3 separate regions of the Sus scrofa genome follow, and regions 1 and 2 are each linked to region 3. A link is a contact called in public Hi-C data. All regions are on one chromosome and are shown on one strand. The core of a region is the stretch at or near the end of the contact, and the rest is flanking DNA. Distances in the headings are between cores, read along the strand shown.

What was found. Hi-C and Micro-C count contacts between places; a contact is called where the count stands out from the background.
Region 1: a Hi-C map of retroperitoneal adipose tissue shows a contact between it and region 3, with 1.8 times the contacts expected there. The contact joins two enhancer-like sites. A contact is called at or near these places in 10 of 47 Hi-C or Micro-C datasets (alveolar macrophages, brain, embryonic fibroblasts and 4 more) and 1 of 2 datasets of contacts at active chromatin or transcription factors (skeletal muscle).
Region 2: a Hi-C map of retroperitoneal adipose tissue shows a contact between it and region 3, with 2.3 times the contacts expected there. The contact joins two enhancer-like sites. A contact is called at or near these places in 13 of 47 Hi-C or Micro-C datasets (embryonic fibroblasts, fetal heart ventricle, heart right ventricle and 7 more) and 2 of 2 datasets of contacts at active chromatin or transcription factors (alveolar macrophages and skeletal muscle).

The regions. Positions count from the first base shown.
Region 1 is chr1:104,830,618-104,834,977 of Sscrofa11.1, forward strand. The region is part of intron 8 of TCF4 (transcription factor 4); the gene reads right to left. Among named protein-coding and RNA genes, the nearest start is that of TCF4, 250 kb to the right of the region's middle. Within about 2 kb of position 2,449, at least 21 of the 83 cell types and tissues checked have an H3K27ac peak or open chromatin away from gene starts, as enhancers often do. A contact at or near this core is called in retroperitoneal adipose tissue, where this site is marked.
Region 2 is chr1:104,992,605-104,996,570 of Sscrofa11.1, forward strand. The region is part of intron 3 of TCF4 (transcription factor 4); the gene reads right to left. Among named protein-coding and RNA genes, the nearest start is that of TCF4, 85 kb to the right of the region's middle. Within about 2 kb of position 2,042, at least 8 of the 83 cell types and tissues checked have an H3K27ac peak or open chromatin away from gene starts, as enhancers often do. A contact at or near this core is called in retroperitoneal adipose tissue, where this site is marked.
Region 3 is chr1:104,904,308-104,908,848 of Sscrofa11.1, forward strand. The region is part of intron 5 of TCF4 (transcription factor 4); the gene reads right to left. Among named protein-coding and RNA genes, the nearest start is that of TCF4, 170 kb to the right of the region's middle. Within about 2 kb of position 1,349, at least 3 of the 83 cell types and tissues checked have an H3K27ac peak or open chromatin away from gene starts, as enhancers often do. A contact at or near this core is called in retroperitoneal adipose tissue, where this site is marked.

The sequences.
Region 1 (4,360 bases), core at 1,199-3,698, 73 kb before region 3:
TATACTATAAATTTGACTGTATAAACTTCCAATTAAAAATGACATTCACACCATCATTTTTGATAGAATTTTGCACAGTAGGAATACTCATTAATGCAGGGTAATACAGTGTGATAAGCAGCTTAGACATCAAAATAGCAAAAAAAAAAAAAAAATGCCAGTTGGTCTACTCTTTACATGAGTAAAATGAAAGTTAAAAAATTAAATACCTGAGGAATTAATTAAAAAGAACACTATGGGCATATGCATTTTTTTTTAACTATGTCAAACCATGACCATCTATTCCCTAGTCAGTTTCTACTGCAGAGGTCTCAGTCCTAGTACAAAAACACAAAAACAAAAACATATCCATCCTATATTGGATGATAATACATGAAAGGCATTACAATATTCAAAATGGAATAAAATATAATTTAAATAATTTTACTCATCCTACAAGTATCCTCTGAAATTGAGTTTCTCTCTATATATTTTTAAATCATTTAATATGAAGGTATCGGAAATATTTGAATTCTTTTCAGCACAGGTAAAGGAGAGGCAAAAGCCCATCAGCTACAAAGTGTGGGCACATGGGTCATTTCTTGATCTTTAAATGGAAAATATAAAGTGATCATATAATTCTCAGCTGTACCTTCAAGTAAAAGGCAAAGGAGGTGTGTCCACATACTAGAAGAGAAACAGGTAAAAGGCAATGCGGTTATTTCTGAATCCTATCAAATAATCTGCTTTCTTTAGGGGGCAAGGAAAGAAAAGAAACTACCACTTGAAGACCAGCAGTGAAAGGGTTAACAGACATATGCTGTATAATTAGGAGATGCATTAATGATTATGAATAGTAAATGATTTGGTGCAAAGAAAAAAATTTTAGTCAAAGGGACATGTACCTATCTTACATGTTTATTAGTAACTGTATATAACTAGAGAATTCTGCTATTAAGAATCTTGCATTATTGGTGTAAATACTTCCAAGGGTACATCAAATTGTAATCTTTCATACGACATCCATCAAACCAGGCTGGAGATTTTGACAAACATTAAACACAGTAAGGAGGCAATTATGTATGCATGATTTAATCTGCAACTAATTAATATGCAAATTTATTCATATGTTAGTTACTAAATTAAAAATGCAAAGAAGCCCTTATGGTGATTCTCGAAATTTTGCACAAACAGAACATTTAAAATGTAAGAAAAATGAAGTTTTTTAGAAACCTATAACACACTTTTAGTGTCTCCAGAACCTGTTGCATGAAGAAGGCTCAAAAATGTGTGTTTAAATACTAGATAATAATTTAAAAGGTGTGCTAATTTTATGTGAGAATGTGGGAACAGAAAGGTTAATCAGAATTCTCTCGAACTCTTAAGAGATACACTCTAATTACCAGACAAATGGTATTCTATTTCTAAGCTTCCTTCCCTGCTTTTAGGGTTGTCAGAAGTTGGTCATCCTACTGATATCTTGTACAAATGGTTAGGGGGGATAAATAGGATATGAAAGCAACTAGATATATTGAAAATTTCAGGCTAACTTTGAGACCATTTGGTGCACACTAAATACACAATTCCCTGCTCAAGATGGCAACTCGCTCTTTTCGCCTTTGGGGAACAGCTAGCTCTCTGCAAACAGAGAAATGGGAGGAAAATCTTGAGGGAGGTTAGAAATTCTCCCCAACTCCCTTCCAATGAACCCTTCAAAAAAATAAAAAAATAAAAAATAACAATGCGACTAGCCCAAGAACCACAACCTCTCCCAAAAAGCAGCAGTTAATTTCATCTGACTTCAACCCAGCTCTGTTAGCACTGCATTTTCCAGATAATCCAAAACTGATCTGAATCTTTGATGGGAGATGAGGGGTGTGGAGTTGTACAATTTTAAAAGATTTTTGGATGTCTGCATACAAGGGAACATCCATTCAAGTGCCTATCTGATCCTTTGGCACCACTGCCTTCTGCGAGAATCTGATTTCCTGGTGACTTCCTAGTAATCAGCAGCGAGATTCTGTGTGGATCACCTCTCATCTGATTACCTTTTTCAGCCGAAGTCCGACGGGCCATGTATACAGCTCCCGGAGCTGGCACTAGGAACAGCTGTAGTGGCCTCAAGAAATCAACGCAAGTCAACTGTATAAGGAAGCACAATGACAGCATCTACGGCTCTTCCTAGGGCACTGAACTCTCACCCACGTTTAAAAAAAAAAAAAAAAAACTCGCCATCAGTCTCATCGCTGCCAAGTGACACACAAAAAGGAAGTTAACCATTGGCTGTTACTTTTATTCACAGTCTGACTCTGATCTCCCAGCTTCCCTTAGCCCCTTCTGATGCCAAGCGGGCTACAGCTTGCCCATTTCGTTTCGACCACGGCAGCCAAAAAAAGCACTGCCCTACCGTGCGGGGACAAGCAGTCTGTTTTGATATTAGTACCTCAGTATGCGACACAAGAGTGTCAGATGTCCCTGAACTCTGTGCCCTCCCCCGAGGGACTCTGTCCTGGCCTTCCTTGGCCAGAGAGGTGGCGAGACTGCCACAAATCCTCAGCTTTGAAAAGCACAGGGGAAGGAAACGCACCATCCACGGGGCTCAGCCAGAAATGGCAAGGAGAGCCTCTTCTGGGGGAGAGGATTCATGCCCTCCAATTCAATCCTTGTGTCTAACTGGAAATATGAACCTATATTCTATTCACTCCCTGCCAGGCAGCCTACAGGAGCCCAAAGTGAATTACATAAGAAAAGGACTCCTTTTCTTATGTAATTAAATCTTAGTAGATGCTATGAAGTCAACCTCAGATTCTCTTCTTTTTTCTTTCATCTAAGAGGACAATTTGGAGTGCAGAAGAATAGGTTATTTTCACTGATTCTCAGAGAGGGAGGAAGACAGCAAGAAAATGCTGCCTTGCTGCTCCCCCCACCCCCACCCCACGACATCCAACAAATCTGCTTTCTTCGCTAAAGGCACAGAATCTGACTCTAACCTGCTTTAACCCCTGAATGTGCCAGTAACGTTCTCCTCTCCAGCATTAACAGAGCCTACTCTTCATGATTCCAGTGAGGCAGCCTCAGGTGAGAAGCTCAATTCCCAGACATTTCAGGAATCTGAGAATAACCGAGGCATCTTTAATTTTTACAGGTGACTCAATTTTACTTGTGACCAGAACTGAACATAAAGCTTTGAAAAGCTTAAATATACACATTCATGCATTCATTACACAGTGTTAAATCTAATTTGTTCTTTTTACTGTCACAGGAAGCACATGTTTAAAGCAATCTGTTTCCTCATGTGAATGCTTTCCTGTCTGTTTAAAAAAAATTGCGACACACTTTACCCTGAGTAACCAAGAGGTGATCATAAATATCCCTAAATAGCATTAAACAGATAGGAGAGACATTAACACTTTCAGAATGCCAAAGTAGTATTAAAAAAAAAAATTCTAACAGATGCTCCTAGGTCAAAAAGTGAAATGTGTGTTTCCTGAAAAAACACTCTCATCAGAATCATAAATGAACTGTGAGGAGAGAAGTGAGGTGTTGCTGAACAAACCAGGATCCTTTTGGTGAGGAACTCAGCAATCCACTGCCAAAGAGCACTTGCCATAAAAAGCCAAACTGAAATGGAAGTTTGATGCAAACCAATGTCCTTTGTAATCCACAAGGTGGCAATGACTACAAATATCGGGTAGCTCTGAGGGGTCTCTTCTCTCCCACTTCCCAGAGAAGGGTCTGTCCCTGGGAAAGCATGTGTGTCTGCCTGGGGACACCAGGAAGAAGTCCAGCCAAAAGGGACCTTTCGAGAGGAATTTACCGTGGAGCAGGGCCTGGGTTTGCGGTGCCTTAAAACTGTCTGGGAAGAGATATCTGTTGTGAAATGTATTGGTCATGCTCTCTCTCTCTCTCCTCCTCCCACTTTGGCAGATTTTTCTTTTTCCTTTAAATGCACGAGTTCACAAATCAGCCCTTCTTTAAAAAAAAAAAAAAAAATTGGTTTAGGTTTCCCATAGCTGACCAGCAAGAATACTTTTTTTTTTGAAAGAAACACAGTACAAGGCAGCAAAGGCCAGCATCCCCCGATTCTTTGACTTTCCCTGAAAACATCTGTATAAATAGTCCTGTTCAATGTTAGAAATGGATCTAAACATTCCTAAACAAATCGAACTCTGTTTTACTTTCAGAAGGGAAATAAACTGCCACACACACCCACCTAGTCAAGGCATCTTCGTCTTGTCAGATGAAGCCCAAACCTCAGGCCTTGCCATCTCTTTTTATGAGTACCAGAGCCAGCCCTACAGAGGTAGACCACTGCATCACTCGGGAGTCCCGCTTCTGACCAATTACAGAGTGACACTGATAGAATATGAAATAAGAAGCA
Region 2 (3,966 bases), core at 792-3,291, 89 kb after region 3:
AAGCTCTTTATCAATCATAGTAAATAAAGCAAAAAATGGAAAAACGTAAATTACCAGTGGTTCTCTTGACCTCGGCTGCTCCCTGCCAAGGCTGCAGAATGGGGTGAGGCAAGGGAAGCTCCTCAGAGCATTATTTAAGGAGATGCCCACAGTCTCATAAGGGTTGACCCTCCCCTAGCATGACCTTGACAGTGAGTCTTCCACTTCTACACAAACTATAAAGCATGACCATGTCCCGTACACTGGAGTCCAGGGCTCCTGCTGCCTGGTGCCAGAGCCCTAACTCATGCCAATATAATAGTCAAAGTCTCTAAGGAAACTTCTTTGGACTTCTGTGTCCTCCAAAATCCTTGTATGTACTTAAAAGTGCTAGAGCAGCAATCAGGAGTCTGGGCTCTGCCACAGGACTCTGCCACAAGATGTAAAAATCAAGAAGAGTTGCTTAATCTCCCTCTGGTGCCCACCCCCCACCCCAGCAGTGAAGGGGAGTGGATACGGCTTTTCTTCTCTTCTCCTACAGGAGATTCCTGGCACCCAAGACCTTGGGGGCTCAATCTATTTTCACTTCTGTCACCAACTTAGCACCTGACTGGCATTTAAAGGGTATTTTTCCTTAGTAACGTCAAGGGTAAAGATTTAACATGTGGAAGGTTCCATGTAGGAAGGAGGAGAACATCTTCCTACAGATGATGAGTGTCTCCCCAGTGGTGGGCAAAACGAAGCCACGACTGGTTCACCTTTCATTTGTAAAGACCTGTTTTAAAGTCAGCCAAGACTTAAATACCTCTGGACAGCTGGGGAGAACGGTTCTCATGTACCAGTTTGCAAGATTATTCTTCCCCCTTTCCTTGAAATGGGGAAAGCTTTTTTTCTTCATCTTCAATTATGGGCTGGATCTGAGACTTTCACGGAACAGGTCCAAAACATACTGGTATTAATCAATGTAACGAAAGGCTCCAACTTAATGTCACAACCTGCTAAAAGAGAAATCTGTTTATTCAGAACTTTTCTTGGAGCATACAGAGACTCAGTAGATGGATATTTGTTCCTTTGCTAAACTCCTACCCTGCTCTTCTTCCTCTTCCTTCGCCTTGGTAGGGTGCTCATGTTACACCAACACATCTGCATATCGCAGGTGTGTAGGAAGAATAGGAATCTGCCACAATGTGAAAGTAGAACATTACATTCTCACCTGAGAATGGGGTACCAATAAATGACAGGAGTTCCCTGGTGGCTCAGTGGGTTAAGGATCTTGTCACTGCTGTGGCTAAGGTCACTGCTATGGTGCGGGTTTAATCCCTGGCCCGGGAACTTCGGCGCAGCAACAAAGAACCCAAGAAACCTTTGGGCATAGCACCAAAAAACCCCAAACAAACAAAAACTATGAATACAGCCATGCCCACATTTAAATAAATAAATAAATAATAAAAGCCTTAGTAGAGACCAAAGGTTTAAGCTGCGTGTGTATGGCTGGGGTGGGGATACAGGGAGAGTAGTTTTAGCACAGGGTAAAGCAACTTGTAAAGAAAAAAAAAAAAAAAAAACAGAAAGGGCTTTTTCAGCTAAATCTAACTCCTTCTGCTTATGTAGGACAGAACTTCAACTTGACTCTACATTAGAATCACCTGGGGAGGTTTTAAAGCATCAGCATTTTCCCAGGTCCCCAGGTAACTGCAATGTACAGCCAGGACTGCAAACCACTGACAGGGAGGCCTAATGACCACTGATCAGATATGCAGGAGTTATACTCCGAGGGGACACAAATCAGTGAATGGTCCTCAGGATTGGCTGGCTCTCTCTGAATCCCATTGGGACCTTTTATTAAAATACAGAGTCCCAAGTCCTACTCCCAACCTCTGGAATCAGGGTCCCAAGAAAAGAGGTTTCAAAATATCTGTGCATTAAAAAACAAGCAAACAAACAAACAAACAAACCCAAAAAAACCTTCGAGTACATCTGGATTGTCATAGGAGTTGAGAACCACTGGCCTGGACAGACCTTAAAAGTTCTTAGCCCTGATTTGGTTGGTTTCCAACATAACGCTTCATGTTTAGACGGGTAAAAGTGCTTGCCTGCCAGGGAACTGGGAATGGCAGGGGGTAAAGGGTGGAGGAGGGGAGAAGTATTTAAGAAAAAAATAAAGAGAAAAGAAATTTAAGTGTCCTCCAAGCACCCACAAGTCTGCTTCTTAAAGTGCTGATAATGAGCAAAAAGACCAATGAAACTAAATTTTGTACCAGTTCATTTCAGCACATCCTGTTTATACGACTATTTAATGAGTCATTCAGCCAGGATGATTTTCTGTCTGAATATGTTAATTGCCATTTTTTCATAGCTCTCTATTAAACAGTACAGATAAAATAGGCATGCTCATGATTTTAAGCCCTATCAGCCACTCACCCTCAAAGGAGCGGGCAAGGGGAGTAAAGAAGGGGGATCTTTTTTTTAGTGTTTAATTCTCTTAACATATATTGGCATTTGGGACCCCACTTCAATTCAAAAGCATATGTTAGAGTTAGCATTAAAGAGAAAATGAAATGAGGTGGTTATCTCCCATATGCCACTGGCTTCATTATATCACAAAGAATTAGCTCAAATAACAGGCCAGCAATGTGAAGCCTCTTGCTGGTAAGTTCCCCACTTTTAGGAGGTACATATAAATATTTGGGAAAAGACCAAAGATAGAGAAATGGGGAACTTCTGACCCACAGTAGTATATTTTTAAGAGCAGCTCAGTTAAACAAGTATAAGTTAGTGTATAATGATTATTATTGTTAAGCTAGAAGCCTGGATGATCCAGGAAATGGGTAGAAGGTCTAGTTAATATTTTTTGAATTATATTTAATGAGTGATTAAGAGAATTCATTTTTACATTTCATGTATCCCCAAAGGAAGCAGAATTTACAAATGTAAATTCAGAAACGTCAATCGAGAAGTAAAAACCATCAGTGAAAAAAAAGTGAGTCATATTTTTATTCCCATTATTTCTTAATGAATCAAACCAATCTTAATATTCATTTAGCATTTATGCAGTTTCCAGCGCCTTAATTTTAAGCATTTACATTAAACAAATTATATATCATTACACTGCATTTGGAAGAATTAAAAAAAAAAACAAAACCCTACACAATAAACCTTAAGGCTATGACAATGTATTTTACCCTGAACTGCTTTGTTTACAAATATTAAATGGTCAAATTAATAGTGTTCTCCATGGCTTTTTAGCATCTAAAATTTTTCATAAATCAAAGTAAAGTAATCCCAAAGATGAAACTCCAGTGGCAAAGGTTTATTGGTCTTCGTGCCTCATTAAAGGGACTTTATAAATCACATTTGTTCTTTTGAGTAGCAACTAACACTGCTGAAAAGGACAGGTTGGGTTTTAAAAGAGACAGATATGACCTAAAGGGAACACATTTTACTGTAGTGAAATAAACTGAGGAAACAGTTTGCAGATTAAAAACCCCTTGAAAGGAAGCATCATCTTTGGGAGAAAAAAAAAAAAATCTTCGCTGAGGAAAACAGCTGGAAGCAGGAAGCTTTGGGGCTTTCATCCCGCTGGTTTTGATTCCACCGTAACCCCATATCATGAAAAGGCAAAGAGACCAACTTCAGCTGTGCCTCCTTTCAACAGAAGGAGGAAAAGGCTTTGTGGATTGTGTGCAACCCGATCCAGAAGATCTCCGCCCTGATCAGACAAACACTAACAATGGAGTGGAAAAAGAGAACCAGCCTTAGATAAGTAGCAACTCAAAAATGGTGTTTTCTAGGTTTTACAATAAAAGGAGAATATTCATTTTAACTGTTGCCCCCAGCAATTTTCATTTAAATATGAAATCCCCTATGTGAAAAAAAACCCAAAAATAGATAGACTAATTATGATAAGTTTTCTTCTCTGTATACTTTCTTTTTTCTTCTTTTTATCCTCATTATGGAGCAAAGGAGTTAGATGTAATATCTTTCACC
Region 3 (4,541 bases), core at 99-2,598:
ATCATGGGGATAACTTAGTTGTTTGGGGAGGTGTGTCAAATAACTCTTTAAGGCCACTAAAGTGCCACTTGAGCCACCGGAGTAATGATTTTCTGAATCAGCAATTTGTACAAGGGTTCCCTAGAGACCTGAAGGACTAAGCCTAACCCTGAAATCACTCAACTTACTTCTAATGAGTAACTTACTACCGGCTTTATGTGAATAAGGTCTTAACAGTTCTGCCTGCCTTGCTGTCTATTTTTATTGTGGTTTGTGTCTATGGTGGTTGGGTAGAACCAAGGCAATGAAGGACTGTGGGGAGCCTCTGAAGAAACAACATATGTACTTGAAATCTTATTTTTTTTTTTAATTTGAAGAAATGGAATACTTTTTCAAATAAAAATGAAAAATGGTCAATCTTGCATCCACACCAAAGGTATCAAACGCAAGTAGAAATTAAAGATTTTTGCTATAGTCTTAGGAGGAAAGGAAGACATAGGATGGGTGTACAGAAAAGCATACCCCCTAGCCCCTGCAATGCAATTCTATGGCTCAGAACCCCTGCTGATCATGAGAATCATTAGTAAAACTTTTCTGAAAATAGATACCTGGGTTTTGTACCTCGGGGTACTTACATTCAGTGGAATGGGGTTTGGAATCTCTATATTATATTTTTATTTTTGTTTGTTTTCCTTTTTTTCATTTATAATGATTTTTATTTTTTCCATTATAGCTGGTTTACAGTGTTCTGTCAATTTTCTACTGTATAGAAAGGTGACCCAGTTACACATACATGTATACATTCTTTTTTCTCACATTATCATGCTCCATCGTAAGTGACTAGGAATCTCTATTTTTTAAATAAAAGTCCACTGATTTGTCTACCAAGTCAGGGATAAGAACAATCGATTTATGTGGACTGATTTAGTCTTTCAGGTTACATCAGAGGAAATTCCAATACACTTGGTAACCTGGTAGATAACAACAACAAAAACAACAGCAAAAAAAATCCATGACTACTCAATCCAACCTATTTAGCTGGATTTTTCAAAAGCAAACATGTGTTGATCTCCAAGATCCTTTCAGACAGGTCCTTTCCATGGGTTAGAGAAGCCTTTTTCTGGAAGTGCACTAACTCTTTACATGTGTTCATCTCCACTCATGAAGACTGATGGTTTTAAAGAAATTCATCTCACATTACCAAGTAGAGGGCCCTAACAAACAACAGAATTCCAAGACATAAGTGTCCTGGATGTGAGAGGAAAACCCTCTTCTATCAGATCCACTGGTCCCCTCCTGCTTCCTTCCCCAAGACAGAGTCACCTTTAGACTCTAGGCTTAACTTCCAGCGAACCTGCCTTGGTTTGCTAACCTAAAAGGGCTCTTTCCCTGTCTATTCCCCATGCCCATGCTCTACTAAGGACATTAAACTCCATGTAAGCGGAAGAAGTCTGGTTCTTTGATTCCTCTGGAAGAGCTCTATGACATTCCCAGCCAGATGCAGCAGAGACAGTATCATAGGAGGAAGACTTGCTTGCTCAACTCTTTAGAATTTATCAGCAAATTTTAAGAAAATAAGCAGCTAAGTCTCACCACGCAAATCGCCTTTAGCAATAAATTATGTGCTGCCCATTAAACTGATGTTCTGAGCCTTACTAACATTAGTTGTAAAAAATAATAATGACCAAATTCCAGATTAGGTACAGCAGAACAGAACACAGAGGCAAAGGCTGAATATTACGTTTGTTACAAAGAGTCTATATGAGAAAATTACATATTTTAGAGCCATGACATTGAGGGGATGGCCTCAGTTTCCAAGCTGAGCTCACAACTAACAATTAGAATATAACCATTATCATCTCTTGAAGGAACCACAAGCACTGATATGATAATCAAGAATGCACAAAAATAAGGGAGGTGGGGGTTTCAAAAAAATTTTTAATGCAGCTTATACAAATGTACTATACTTACACATATACACAAATGTATATAAGTAACATTTTAAGCCACAGGCAGAAGATAATCTAAGTATATATACTGGATAGCCACTAGAATGCAGTTCATGATTATTGGACAATATTAAATAAATCAAAGTAAATAAAAATTCAGATGATTTATCCAAAACATCTGAAGGTAACTGCTATCAAAAAACTTAGATGACATTTCCCTGCTTCTCTAGCTCTAAGGTCTTTGATCATTTCATATATTGGGAGATTGGTTTGGGGTTTTGATGAAATGTGTTTACAACTTAGGGAAACATATATTATCATTTGTAATATATTCGATGACCATTTCTATAGTCTTAGATTATATAGGGTCTATATTACTAAACATACACTACTGAGAAGTTCGGGTGGAAGAGCCCATAATTCAAAATACAATTCAGGGCATTCAGAGAGCAGAGTAGGAGGACTGCTAACCATTGAACCTGCTCTTCAAGGAAGGTGATGGTTCACGGATAAAATTACACAAACCACTGAGTCCCACACTAGGATGTTTGAGAAAAACCTCCGGATTGCTGAATGTATGATCATGACTAAATCAAGAGAGGAAGGAGGGGGACACAGGAAGGAAGGGGAGAGGCAGAGGAAATGATGATGAGGGAGGAGGAAGAATGGAGGAAGGAGAGAGAAGGGGCGTAGTCACAACAGTGACCGCATCCTATCAAAAATATGCAAGAAAATAAAATACATCACGTGGAGCAGATGCTTACAGACAGCAATTTTCAGTCCTGAAGCTTGCAAAAATGATCCTCTGAAGAGTTGTGAAAGATGTCCAAACAACATGAGATAAGGAAATAGTTGTTGGGTGCCTATGTGTACCTACCATTGGCTAACTATACTTCAATAAGGGACATTACTCTTAGAAATTAGGAGTTTAGATGGGTGAATTGCTGGGGAGCAAACCCAATAATGTACACTGTAAGAGGAATCATGAGAATAATGAGAAGCACAGAGAACACCTAAAACAACTCCCGCATGGCAACAGGCGACCACAGGAAAGATGTACATTTGAGATTCTACACAAGATGCCATTATAACAGATTTAGTAGGAACTGGATAGCCACTAGAATGTAGTTCATGACTATTTGACAATGTTAAATAAATCAAAGTAAATAAAAGTTCAGATGATTTATCCAAAACATCTGAAGGTAACTGGTATTGAAAAACTTAGATGACATTTCCCTGCTTCTCTAGCTCTAAGGTCTTTGATCATTTCATACATCGGGAAGCTGATTTGGGTGTTTTGATGGAATCTGTTTACAACTTAGAGAAATTTGCAAAGATAAGAGAACTATAAGGATCACCACAGAGCACTCAGTGAACTGATTCAATCATTTCAGAGATATGTAGAACTCTCTTATACATAATTAATTTTTATAAAGAACTTGATGGAAACTTGTCAACAAAAATTGCTATGTTAAACACATATTCATTACACAGTGCCCTGGTCTTCAGTACTAAGACCCAAGGATACCCTCCATCTGAGCAATGGTGAGCAGGCAAGATGTTCCCTCTGTAACTGCCTTTCTATAATTTCATCCTACAACCTAGGAAGAAAGAGACCATCAATGATTTGCTTCTTTAACATCTGACACTCTAGAAACAACAACCTAAAGAAGCAAAATGAAACACAAAAGGTTCCCCTCCAACTCTGATTCTCAGGGAGGAGAGCTTAATCTGGTCTGCAAGGAACTCAAAAATCTTTATAAACCACTATGATGTAAATGCATGCTCATTTTCCTTCACAAAGAAAGTGAAAACAGTCAAGGCTATCAGGGAGCTCTCTTTGAGGCATGACCTACATATAAGGAGCCATGTTTCAAAATTTCAATGATGGATTCTTTTTTAAGGCCATTCCAACTTAGTCAAACAAGAATGTAATCAGGCCAGGAGAAACTATGAAAGCAACGGAAATAATGATTAATAGTCATATGAAAACAACCACTTACTAACTCAAGAGTGGCATATACTTTACATGTTATTTGTGCTATCAACAGCCTATTGAGCAAAAGTAACCTCCCCCCAAAAAAGCCTAAAACAAAAAAGGCCCTTCATTTCCTAATGAAAACTGATGACCATACTTCATATTAACCTACAAATTTATAATCACTGCAAATATCTCATTAGTCATACAAAAATACAAAAACAAAAAACAAAAAAAACCCCAACCTTGAAAAGTAAAAGAAATTAAAAACCCCACATACCAACTGGTTCCAATCTGAGCAGCCAGCAGAGGGCGCACATGTCCCAACAAGAGCTGGCTCTGGCCAGGCACCACCCTCAATGGACAAAAATTTGAATACAGGGAGGGGGTAAAAATCATCCTATCAGAGGCATTAATAAAACAAATGTGTTCGGTTTAGGATTAGTAAGAAATATGCACAAGCACACTTTAGTATTTAATACTGACTTTAACAGAGATTTCTTAAATGCTTCATTGAAAGTTGTTCATTGAAACAAAGTAATTCTTCTTTCTTCAGAAATGAAGTTATATCAATTTTTAATGCTACTGCAGTTTTTTACTGCTCTATATTAAGAGTCATCTCGAAAACACAAAAC